Regions from separate parts of the Macaca mulatta genome. Here region 1 is linked to region 2. A link is a contact called in public Hi-C data. All regions are on one chromosome and are shown on one strand. The core of a region is the stretch at or near the end of the contact, and the rest is flanking DNA. Distances in the headings are between cores, read along the strand shown.

What was found. Hi-C and Micro-C count contacts between places; a contact is called where the count stands out from the background.
Region 1: a contact with region 2 is called in a Hi-C map of blood, with 7 times the contacts expected there. The contact joins the promoter of ADAMTS1 here to the enhancer-like site in region 2. A contact is called at or near these places in 4 of 14 Hi-C or Micro-C datasets (blood, fetal cortical plate, fibroblasts and 1 more).

The regions. Positions count from the first base shown.
Region 1 is chr3:20,659,407-20,666,039 of T2T-MMU8v2.0, forward strand. ADAMTS1 (ADAM metallopeptidase with thrombospondin type 1 motif 1) reads left to right here and starts at 3,711. Exons shown (of 9, transcript NM_001266264.1): 1 at 3,711-4,879; 2 at 6,422-6,633. The coding sequence starts at 4,150.
Region 2 is chr3:19,173,681-19,179,729 of T2T-MMU8v2.0, forward strand. No RefSeq gene overlaps it. Among named protein-coding and RNA genes, the nearest start is that of HEMK2, 550 kb to the left of the region's middle. Within about 2 kb of position 4,746, at least 4 of the 40 cell types and tissues checked have an H3K27ac peak or open chromatin away from gene starts, as enhancers often do.

The DNA.
Region 1 (6,633 bases), core at 2,461-4,960, 1.5 Mb after region 2:
TAGTCAATCTTCTGGTACTAACATGGGAATAAAAAGTATTTCCTGGTTATAAAATATGCACACTAGTTGTTTCTCTAGAGAATGTTTACATGAAAACAATTCTAATAGCTCTGTGTATTACCAGATTTCCTCATTTCATGGCTACTTGTTGAATACTTACTTTGGTATAGATTTCGTGAAAATTGTGAATAGAATATTGTGTCTATAACATATGAATCAGTGAAACAAATACGAACATATAAAGTGTAAATAGAAATTAACACCTTAATGCTTATCTCTCACTTTAAACTGCAAACAACTTGTTCTTTTTTTCAGACAGTCCCTCCGTTCATAGAGGACAATAATGTGCTTAATAGGTCAAACAGTTAATTGTTCCAATAATTTTATGTCAAATGTTTTGAGTTTTGTTCTATTATCTCTAGAAATAAAAATTGGCTTACATATGTAAATTGGAACATGTTAAGATTAATGCTTGTATAAGCTCATATGTATTCTATAAAAATAAGATCCAAAACATGAGGAGTAGGGATTAGGATAGCATTTTGGGTTATTTTAGGATAGCATTAGGATGTTATTTTGGGTGCCCATTCAAATCAAGGGGCAAAAATTGGATTAAGAAACTCACTATAAGAACCCAACATTACATGTCACTTTTACTAGTGCTTTGTACAAATTTACTCCTGCGGTCTGTTTCTACATTCAAATGTTTTTCTAATTCACATTTTGCTTATAAATATACATATATGTTATATGTATATATTTGCATATTACCACAAATGCCTGATGAGTGCTGATCTTTAAAAAAAAAAAGAGAGAGAGAAAAAGTGAGTGGATTAAATGTTCTTCTGAGCATGGATGGAGTTTTTCCGCTTAGTAGTTGGCAACTCCAACATCCATGTCTCTGTTGAAGCGATTAAAAAAGAATCATTTCCCAGAACTACAGGTGCACAACAGATTGGAGTCATTATGCAAAAGAACAGAAATCTGGACAGAAACCCAGAGAATAAAAAAGCCATGTTCCCGGCCATCCTTTTGCCTTTAACTCTCCGTTTTTTCAACTCTATTTGTATCTGCAACATGAAATATGAAAAAATTATAATGGATTTGTAGTAACCTATTCAAGATCAGAAATGCATGCTTTAAACAAAGCTCCAATAAGAATACCCTACAGGTAGAAACACACTAAAGATCAAACTTACATTAACATATTTTTAAAAGCTAAAGTTTATGTAGAGAAGTCGATAGACTGAAATACATAACATGTCTTTAAAGATACAGATTTTCTGCTGTTTTTGTCCCTTCTTACCCCAATTTAAGGGAATCACATCTACCTTCACTAATCTTCATTCAGCCCCTGGGCCACCTCTCCTTGAGATGGAGATTATGAATGTCCAAAATCTCTATCTCAAATCTCCATCTCAAAGCCACTCTGAGACTCTAACTTTTGTCACCATATATTATATCTTCTGAGCCCTCTTCTAAGCAAGAGGTTTGAAAATGTACGGATGGCTTTGCCTTCATGCTTTTGTGATCCCGACGTCAATATCTTGAAAGTCTAACATGACTTTGCTCATATGTTCTCTCAAGTATCTTACCTTTCTTCTAGCTAGAAAGAACAAGTAAAATGAAAAGAAATCATAGAAAATAGACCGTCAAAAAATTACTGTAATAGAAGATAACAATGTTAAAAAAAAAAAAGTCTGAAAACCAAACTGGGAAGTAGGAATGATCAGATGTTTGGGAAAAGACGCTTGGGAAACAGAAACAGGAAGGAATAATCCTCGTAGTTCAAACTTGAAGAGGAGGAGGTAGGTTGAACAATGCTGGACAATGGAGAAAAGAATCACACACACATGTGTGCGGGTGTCAATGTTGAATTTGAAGGAGAAATGAAACGGGGAAGAGAGCGAGGGCTGCAAAGGAGAGACTCAGTGAAAAGAGGTAGGCAGAAACACTATCAGAATGTTAATCGAGAGCTCTCAAAATATATCTAAGGCCTTGGTTGATCATTCAACGTTCAACGATGAGGGTGATTTTAGGAAACCAAAATTACATTTACGAAACCACCCACTCCTAAATGTGTAGGGACTAGAGGTCGTTACTAAGCCCTTGCAGAAGTAAGCGGAGTTGCTTCTCTCTGCCATTCTTGCTCATTTGATTTTTCCTGGTGAGTGGAGAGCAATGTGTTTGTTTTCGTTTTTCAAGTAAGCAATCTCGCTAGGAAAAAAGAAATTGGAAAGCATCCGGAAAGGAAAGCTTGGAAGAGGGACGTGTGGGAGAACTAGAAGGGACTCTTCTGGCTGGGGCCGACTGAAGTTGGGAAGATCTGGGGAGGAGCGAGGAAAGGACCCAGATCAACTTGGAGCCAACCAAGAGAGCGGACGGGGGTGGGGCGGAAAGGCGGAGACCAGGTTGAGCACTAACGCGGGGGCGCGCGAGTGTGAGGGTTGCGGGTCTGCCCGGGGCTAGGGCGATCGCTCTCGCCATTGTCCCCGCGGCTTTCCGCTGTGAAACACGTCCTTCCTCTGGGTCCTTGAGCCCCTCCCACATTTTGGAGAGAAAAGCCACTCAGTTTTTTTTCCTAAAGACCTGTTGGTGGAAAGACTCAGCTCTCCTCGCTTTCGTAACGCGGATATAGCCTTTTCCCTTCCTGATAGGAAGAGGAAGGAGGGGTCCGGGAAGGAAGCCGATTTCCTTCTTTACCCCACTGCACGCTTGCTAGCCCCAGCGATCGCTGCTGGCCCCCTGGTAGGAAAGTGGGGTTCCTAGCCGTTTCTGCGACGCTGGCCTAGGGCTTGCAGCTGCTGTGGAGTGGAAGCACGCAGACTGGCGGGAGCCGATCATTTCTCGAATGAAGAAGAGAAAGCGCAACTCCCTCCTTAGGCTCTAGGGAATTGAGCCGCGTCCCAGATCACCCATTCCAGAAATGTGAAACCGGGTCCTCACAAAGTCGTCTCTGGGGAAGAGGTGGCGTGTGGGGTGGGGGTTGGTGGAGGGTGAAGGCATAAGCAAACATATTTTAAAATCCAGACCCTAAGAAGTGTCACCTGGCCCCTCACCCAGGCATGCTTTCTGGGGGAAGCGCAGGGCCAACCAAGCTTTCCCGAGAAAAGTTGGGGCAAAGAGAGAGCAGGCTGCGGCTAAGGAGATCCTGGCAGGCTGCGAAGGTGGAGAAGTGGGGTGGGGTACTTTTCTAGAAAGTGTAGCCCTAGCTCATCTCCTAGATTGGGGAAGAGGGAACTGAGGGAGTAGGGAAGGAGACTCAGGGCAGCTCCAGGATAGGGAAATGTTGAAGAAGGGACTCCGTTCTCCACCCGAACCTTCCTGCCCGGGAACCGCAGCCCAGCGCGGTAACTGAGTTACCGCAACCGGGCGGTGGGGAGGAAGGGTGGTCCAGGAAACCCGCGAGGGAGAAGATAGGTGGAAGGGAGAGTCTTCTCCCTGGAGCGGCCCCAGCAGTACAAAGTGCTGGTCACAGTGCCCCTTCCGCCCCTAGATTGACGAGCAGTGGCGTGGAGCCAGCGCGGAGGCTGCCCCCTCCCCCTCCCCAGCCCGCAGCGCAGAGCGCGGTTTAGCACCAACGGAGCCGGGGGCGGCGTCTTTGGGATGGAAAAGGGCCAAAGGGGAGGAGTGGGGTGGGGGGGGGGGGCGGTTTCACGGTCCACTATAAAAGGACCGCTCGGTTGCCCGGTTCTTGCACTCGCTGGAAAGCGGCTCCGACCCAGGGGCTATTGCAAAGCCAGGGTGCGCTACCGGACAGAGAGGGGAGAGCCCTGCGCAGTGAGCAACACCGCAGCCAAGGCGGAGGCCGAAGAGGGGCGCCAGGCACCAATCTCCTCGTTGCCTCAGCCCCGGAGGCGCCCCAGAGCGCTTCTTGTCCCCGCAGAGCCACTCTGCCTGCGCCTGCCTCTCAGTGTCTCCAACTTTGCGCTGGAAGAAAAACTTCCCGCGCGCCGGCAGAACTGCAGCGCCTCCTCTTAGTGACTCCGGGAGCTTCGGCTGTAGCCGGCTCTGCGCGCCCTTCCAACGAATAATAGAAATTGTTAATTTTAACAATCCAGAGCAGGCCAGCGAGGCTTTGCTCTCCCGACCCGAACTAAAGCTCCCTCGCTCCGTGCGCTGCTGCGAGCGGTGTCTCCTGGGGCTCCAATGCAGCGAGCTGTACCCGAGGGGTTCGGAAGGCGCAAGCTGGGCAGCGACATGGGGAACGCGGAGCGAGCTCCGGGGTCTCGGAGCTTTGGGCCCGTGCCCACGCTGCTGCTGCTTGCCGCGGCGCTACTGGCGGTGTCGGACGCACTCGGGCGCCCCTCCGAGGAGGACGAGGAGCTGGTGGTGCCGGAGCTGGAGCGCGCCCCAGGACACGGGACCACGCGCCTCCGCCTGCACGCCTTTGACCAGCAGCTGCATCTGGAGCTGCGGCCCGACAGCAGCTTTTTGGCGCCCGGCTTCACGCTCCAGAACGTGGGGCGCAAACCCGGGTCCGAGACGCCTCTTCCGGAACCCGACCTGGCGCACTGCTTCTACTCCGGCACCGTGAATGGCGATCCCAGCTCAGCTGCCGCCCTCAGCCTCTGCGAGGGCGTGCGCGGCGCCTTCTACCTGCGGGGCGAGGCATATTTCATCCAGCCGCTGCCCGCAGCCAGCGAGCGCCTCGCCACCGCCGCCCCAGGGGAGAAGCCGCCGGCACCACTACAGTTCCACCTCCTGCGGCGGAATCGGCAGGGCGACGGCGGCGGCACGTGTGGGGTCGTGGACGACGAGCCCCGGCCGACTGGGAAAGCGGAGACGGAAGACGAGAACGAAGGGAATGAGGGCGAGGACGAAGGGGCTCAGTGGTCGCCGCAGGACCCAGCACTGCAACGCGTAGGACAGCCCACAGGTAGAAGAATTGCTCTCGTTTGTCTGTCCATTCATCCTCCTCTCCTCACTTTCTCTATCCCACGCGACTTCAGGGTAGACTCCTGCTGGCAGGCAGGAGCATAAGTCCGCGGACAGAACGGAGGCCTGGAATGGAGGAATGTGGTTTGAGGTTTGGATTGGTGAACTCAGCTAGAAAACACACTTTCATTTGGCCGAATAATGAATAACCAAGAAAAAAACTGACAAACGATTTTCTGCAAACTAAAGCAAAGCATTTAGGCCGGGGAGGGAGAGTTTGTAACCTGGCTCCTTCCACCTTTAGTGAGTTGCAGCTTGTGCGAGTTCTTTCCACTCTGTGTATTTCTTTTTAACGATTTTGTGTGTGCCTTTTGTCCGGGTTGCAATGTTGCGCTGAGTTTTGTAACCGCTGCCTGTGCGTGCATCCTGCGCTCACGGGAGGGCGGATGTGGAGAGGGCAGAGGACCAATGGTGACCTAGGAAGGTACCCTGAGCGGCTACGCTAGGATCTCTGTTCTGCAGGCTCTGTCCGCTTTCCCCCTTATAAGGCTGACCCCGGCCGGCCGGCTGAAGGCGGTGGGGCCCCTTCGAAGAACCTGCTTGGGAGGTCTTTCTCGGGCTTGCCCCGCCTCCCAGTTTGCACTCCCTCTCGCGGCCATAATTCTGCTCTCAAGCACTGTTGAAAGTCACTGCCGGTCCTTCCTACTACGCCTTCTCTGTGGTGTGCAGTGCTTATTCTCCAGTTCTTTTCATCACTTTGGTGCTTTTTTCCTTCTTTAACTCTCTCACGTGTCATTTTTTAAACAATTCTCCCCTTTTCCCCTGCTCCTCTGCTCCTGGCAACAAAGTGGTCGCTGCCCAGTTCGGGACTTTCCCCAGGGGTTGGGTCTCAGTCCGGAGTGGAAGACTGTGTTCCAAATAATCAATCTTGCCTGGAAGTCAGAACTTATTTCCCTGGGGCAGTGGGAGTGGGGCCATAGGCGGCTGGGCAGAGTGGGTGGTCCTTGTGCCCGGCACTGGCAAGAGCGGAGCACCCCAGGGACCTCTGGAATGAGACAGCAGAGCTGTGCAGTCTGAGATTCCTTAAGGCCCGGCCCCTTGGCAGCAGCCCAGGCCCTACCCGAGGCCTTCCACGTGGAGCCCGATGATCTCATTCAGGATTTGAGCCCTCGCCTGTGAAAGAGTGACTCAGGGCCTCTGCCTGCCACCCTTGCTCCAAGATTTTACAATTGGGTAGGATGATGTGCGAAACTGCCTTGTTCAGACTGTAGGATTTCAAAGAGAACAGAAGAAATCCTGCTCACACACACGCAGAAAGAGCCTGACCATGCAGAGGAGCGCGTGGTCTTTTTATTTAAAGGAGAGGAGAGAACTTTAAAAATAACACTTTGAGTGAAGAGATGCAAATATTTTTGTTTTTGTTGTTTCCGGGTATATTTTTGCTTTGTTTGCTTTGACTGGTTAGGCTTTCCTAATATATGCTAGGAAGGTAACTATTCTGGAACAGCCTGACCGTAGCAAACTTTCTTTTTTTTCTTTACAGGAACTGGAAGCATAAGAAAGAAGCGATTTGTGTCCAGTCACCGCTATGTGGAAACCATGCTTGTGGCAGACCAGTCGATGGCAGAATTCCACGGCAGTGGTCTAAAGCATTACCTTCTCACGTTGTTTTCGGTGGCAGCCAGGTTGTACAAACACCCCAGCATTCGTAATTCAGTTAGCCTGGTGGTGGTGAAGATCTTGGTCATCCACGAT
Region 2 (6,049 bases), core at 3,496-5,995:
GATGTCCTTGTTCTTTTTTCTACAACTGTACTGTTAATTTTCTCAGTGTTGATTCCACTAATACTCTGTTTTGTGTTAATTATTTGGTCTTCTAGGCAGTTTGCAGTCTGAGTCTGAAAGTTGAAATAAATTACAATTAAGTTGGTATATCCATCTAAATATCCTTGACAACAATGCCCAGTGGATGACGGAATTAGTCTCCTGTTCTATAGCACCATGGAGACAACCCCACTGACATTCAATGGACGATGATCAAATCCATTCTCCTTTATTACTCTCCCCCAAGTTCTTAAAATTATGACCCATTTTAACTTCCTTCATGTTTTCACCATGCTTTTTTCTTTTCTTGGTTCTTTATAGAGTTTCTAAGTGCTTTTATTTTGATTTGTTTTTCTTGTTGGAAACGTGTTTTCTTTGTTATGTCTCCAATATCATCTGTCTTTTTGCTCACTCTATTGCCTAAAATCCAGTCCATTTTTCCTCTAGAAGTTTACTGGCTTCCTATTCTAATTTGAAGGAGTAATTTGATATATAGACCATAATTGCTTATGCAGATGTTTGTTTTACCTGCAGTTCATGATTGATTTCTTTCATTTTCTTTCAGGTTTTGATAATATCATTAATTTTATCTTTACTTTCTGTCATGTAACCTACTCTTTATCTGGACTTAATCTCAAATCTCCAGTCCTTTTGCCTGGAGACCTTTGTTCTAAAGTCCACGTGCTTCTAATTTAGCTGAACTGGTGGCTTTCTGATTTCAGAAGCAATCATCCTAGGTCAATAATTCCAAATTTTCTTACATTAGTGAATTCATTGTTTTTGTGCCCTGATGATGCCTTTTTTTTTTTTTTTTTTTTTTTTGAGATGGAGTCTCGCTCTGTCACCAGGCTGGAGTGCAGTGGCACAATCTCGGCTCATTGCATGATGTTGCCTTTCTTTTTGATATTTCCCCCTTATTTTGCTGCAGCATATTGTATCTGTTAGAGTTAAATCGGAGAAGCATAATCACCATAGAAGAAAGAACATTGTTGGAATCAGAACATATACAATTGTGGGAGCTGGCAAAGAAGTCTACAGAAGGCTGTTGTCACTGTATCTGGCAGTGGATCTGAAGTTGCTATAGATAGTCAAGGCTGGTAGTTCAGAAAAAAAGTTAGACATGGAATAGGAGACACAGCAAGGACAAACTGGAATCCATAAGGAAAAACTGGGAAGTGTCTGAATCTTACCTCCTCCAGTCTTGATGATATGAGTGTCCTGTGTTAGGAAGAGCTAGCTACTCTCTACCTGGGAGCAACAACTAAACCTGAAGCTCTAGCAGGATCTGAAAAAGTTGTAGGTCTGGCTGCTCCCACATGCCTAGCAGGTCAGTAACAATGTATGTGAGCTACATGGGGACCTGGTACCCTACACTGACCTTTAGAGATTATAGCCATTCTTTCACGTCTACCATTCCATTCTTGTGCAGTTTCTCTTTTGGCTCACCCTAATGCAGAAATACATAGAAAATAGAATTATGGAAGACTTAGTTTTAGTTTAACTAAATTGACATTGTACAAAGCTGTCACAGTTTGCCCCTTGTCAACCTGATATTCATATAAAAGCCTTTCGACTTCCAAATAAAGACATAGTGAAATCATGTTTCTGCCTAATAACTGAACAGATACTAACTAACCATCTCACCACAAGAGAACACAAAGTCCTTTTGGCTGTCTTTGGCTGATGCTCTTTTCTAGCTGAGACATACTTACTCCTGGATATCCTGGAGCTTAAATACTGAAATATCAAGTTAATTACTATTAAACATTTTATAATAGTATGGAAATAGGGGATGGAAATTTAAAATATCAGTTAATGTAGACACAAATATGTTCATGTCTCAATAATAAATATTTATATTTATTATTGTATTTATTATTATTATTATTATTATTTTTTGAGATAGAGTCTCGCTCTGTCACCAGGCTGGAGTGCAGTGGCGCAATCTTGGCTTATTGCATGATGTTGCTTTTCTTTTTGATATTTCCCCCTTATTTTGCTGAAGCATATTGTATCTGTATTTAATATTGATACAATATGTATCTGTAAATAATATTGTATGTTTATTGTTTATAATAATGAATACCACCATAGTTCTCATTTCTACAACGTATCATGCTGTCATTGCATACTTGGAAATGATATTGTAATCTTTCTTACCAGAACATATGCTCTGTGAAAGGAGGGACTGTTTCTCAATTACTTACTCCTCTATCTCTAGTTCTGAGCATGGTGACAAACACAGAGCAGACATTAAATTAGTATTTAATTAGCATTCAATAAATGCAGACTAGTGTGTGTATCTGTGTTTGCATGTGTGTGTATGTACATGTGCATGCATGTACACACACATACCAAGATGACCCTGGGTGTTTTAATAAGAACATCTTCCAAGTTGAATGCTTTCTGAGGAAATTTACCTGTAATACAGATATCATTTCACATATTATTCCCCTTCATTTGCACTAACAAATGTCTCCTCTTGCTCTTTTGTGCTAGTTCAGTCTCCAGCTACATCCACTTGGAGTTTCACTGTTCAAGGGTTTCATTACCACTTTGGTGTGAATCTACTTAATAAACATTTTCTTTCTTTTGTTCCTTAGAGCTATCCTGTGAGGCACCCAGAACAGCTATTATTACTATTTTAATTTACAAATAAGGAAAGTGAGATTCAGAAAAAATGTAATGCATTGTGATGTCAGTGGTAGTTAAGAACTCGAATTTGCAGCTTGTTACTCTTAGTCCAGTACTCCTACTATTAAGACATGCTGGTATTTAAAAATGTAAAGTGGTTAGTAATGGACTGAACTTGAATAATACACTAATGGAAACATCAACTGAATTTCTTCTTATAGCTATAGTTTTGAAACCGCATAATATTGCTCAAGCGACAAATTAAATATAGAGTTTTCTGCTTTAGTTCAGTCTTACGGATTATGATTAGAGGCATAAAAATTTACCAGTATTACTGAAAGAATTTCTGACTTTAGACATAACCTGTTTTAGTATTGTAAGCTATTTTTGATATTTGATCTTTATTGTATAAAATTTGACTCTGTATTTCTGGCCCCTATATCACTTAATGGTCTCTGGGTGTGTGCCTCAGGGCCCCTCCCTCAAATCCTTGTGGTTTAGAAAACCAAAAGTGGCATCTCGTTTTCTCTACTTAAAGACCTTCTTCATCATTTTGAAATTCTGATGACATTTATTGGGTACAACCATGAAAAGGAGAATGGCCATATGCTTTTAGTTTGCCAAGGTATTACCCAAAGCAGGTGTTCAGTATGCAAAGAGATACTTTTAAAGTGCCAACATTGTCATTTTTAATTAGTGGACATTCTTTGTCAGGAAAGTAAAGTTTCACATTTCTTTGGGTGTGAAGTTGCATATTAATATGTTTTAGTTTCTTCTGAAAAACAAAAAAAAATCCATTTTAGGAATAAAACTTAGGAATAACTTAAGCTTCAATTTCTGATACTCAGATTATTGTTTGGGAACAAGTCATCATTGTATTAAATCTGTTTCTCATCACAAAGGGAGTATCTATTACCTGAATAAATACTTTTAAGGTATTTTTGCATATAATGTAAGTCATGCCCTTACCATGAGCCAGGGTACCACACATTAACAGATTATTCAGAGGAGCTCAGAAACAGCAATGATTAAGAAATTTTAAGTAGATTTGTAGCACAGTAATGGGTTTTTAATCCTTTAATTTTACTTACCATCTCTACAAAGAAGTTTTGAGATTGACTTTGACTTCACGTATTTTCATATTTTCAAAATTACAGAAATGGATCTTTTTTGCTAGTCGAACATCCAGAATTAAAGTGAGCGGCTTATGAAACAGGCAAAGAAAACACAGTGAATCAATCAACTTAGTATTAAATCTTGTGGGTAAAAAGCCAGTACTAAGCAAGTGGCCACCAGGAATTTGATTGTTCCCACTCATAATGGAATTTGGAAAGGGCTACTAATCACATAGTTTTGCCTTCCCTGAGCTCCAGCATATTGATTGTAACAGTCAGGTAACTTTATCCTCTGTAACCACCATAGCTCATGCTAATTTAGTTAGTCTTCATCTTCTCTGTGGTTTGATCTTTCTTGTCTCAGTAAAATTATTCCATTCTGTGTTCTCTCACATGAGTCATTTCCATTTCTAAAATCAATATCTCTCAATGGTATTTTGCTTCCAGAAAGATGGAATAGATATATTCCTGCTAAATCCAACTGAAAACCTTGAAAATTATATGTAAAACAAACCCAAGAAGACCTGAAAAGTGTAAAGAAGAAGGAAAACTAGCTAAGGAACTGGAGGACCAAAGAATGGCATGGTGGTAAGTTTTCTATGTTTTTGTTTTTGCCTCATATGTTTCCGACGTGGAGATACAGAAGCTGGAAAAATCCCAGAAATGCCAGAGGATGCAAAAACAAAAATCCTTAACAAAAGCCTACTGGCTCTAGCCAAAGTTTCAGGAAAGGCATACTAGCAAGAAAGAAAGCTTCTATATAATAACTCTTCCACCCTGACCAAATACCACAGAAAAAATCTGTAGCCCAGTCCCACCTTAGCTAGCAAAAGCTAAATGACGAGCATAAAGTTTCATTCTTTTCAGACTATAAAGAGGGGTCTCAGACTCTCTCCAGGGTGATGTCAGAGAAGACTGCATAGGAAGTTGTAACTTTGTTCTCTGCTAAGGGTAATGAGTCACACTTGTGGCTTCTATTGTGTCAGTGAATACACCCGAGGAGTTTTGCTTTTCACCACCACCTAGTAATGAAGAAGAATGCCTCTACCGCTTTCTGGTGGTGTTAGAAAAGGCCTAGAAGAGAGTCTGGACTTTCATCATTGCCCAGTTTCCCCTCCCTGTGGTGTCAGTGGAGTTCACACGGGGAGCAGTAATAGAAGCATGCCAGTATGATATCAGCAAACCTCTAGTGGGGACATGAAAATCCCTCACTTGTCCAACAGTAACAAGGAGCTTTTCTCCCCTTTGACTATTAATAAAGGATAAGTAGGGAACTTGAAATTTTATCTTCACTTCCCTTCTGTCCCTGTAGAGGAAACCAACTGAGTAGATTTACATAGGATCCGGTCTCATAGTTCTAAAGGGTTCAGGTTTTGAGAGAACATCACATGTCACAAAATGGCCAGGAATATTTCTAACTGAATAAAGAAAGACAATCAAGATATGTCAACACCAATACAATGTAGATACTAGAATTATGTGACAAATCATTTAAAAAATGCTTCTGCAAGTAGTTACAAATAAACTGGAAATAAATTAAAAGAGAAAAGTTTTAGTAAAGAAATAGGAGATAAAATAAGAGTGAAATGGGAATTTTAAAACTAAAAAATACACTAACCAAAATAGAAAACTCAGTGGATTAGCTCAGCAGCAGAATAATGAGGACAGAAGGATGAGTAAGTAAACAGGGTTAGAGTTCCAGAAGGAAAGAACAAAGAAGGTAGGGCTAAAAAAATATGCAAACAAATGAGCAAAGCTTCCCAAATTTAGCAAAATACATAAACTTACAGATTCAAGAAGCTTAGAAAAACCCAGACAATATAAACCCCAAAAAGTCTGCATGAAGATATATCATACTCAAACTTGTAAAAACTAAAGGCAAATACAAATGATGGAAGCAACTAGGGAGAAATGACATTTTGGCTATAGGAGTAAAACAGTTTGAATGATACTAACTTTTCAATCAGAAATCAGTACTTCAGCATTTTTTAAGTGCTAAAAGAAAATAACTGTCAGTTCAAAATTCTAAATATCATTTACATTTCAATTAAGAATCAAAGCTAAATGACATTCTCTGATGAAGGAAAGCTAAGAGAATTTATCACTGGCAGACATATTCTACAAGAATGACTAAAGGAAATTATCTTTGTTAGTTAGCATAGGCTATTAATATACCATGGTCTGGATGGCTTAAACAACAGACATATTTTCTCACTATTCTGGAGGCTAGAGGTCTTGGAAAAAGACACCAGCCTGGTTGG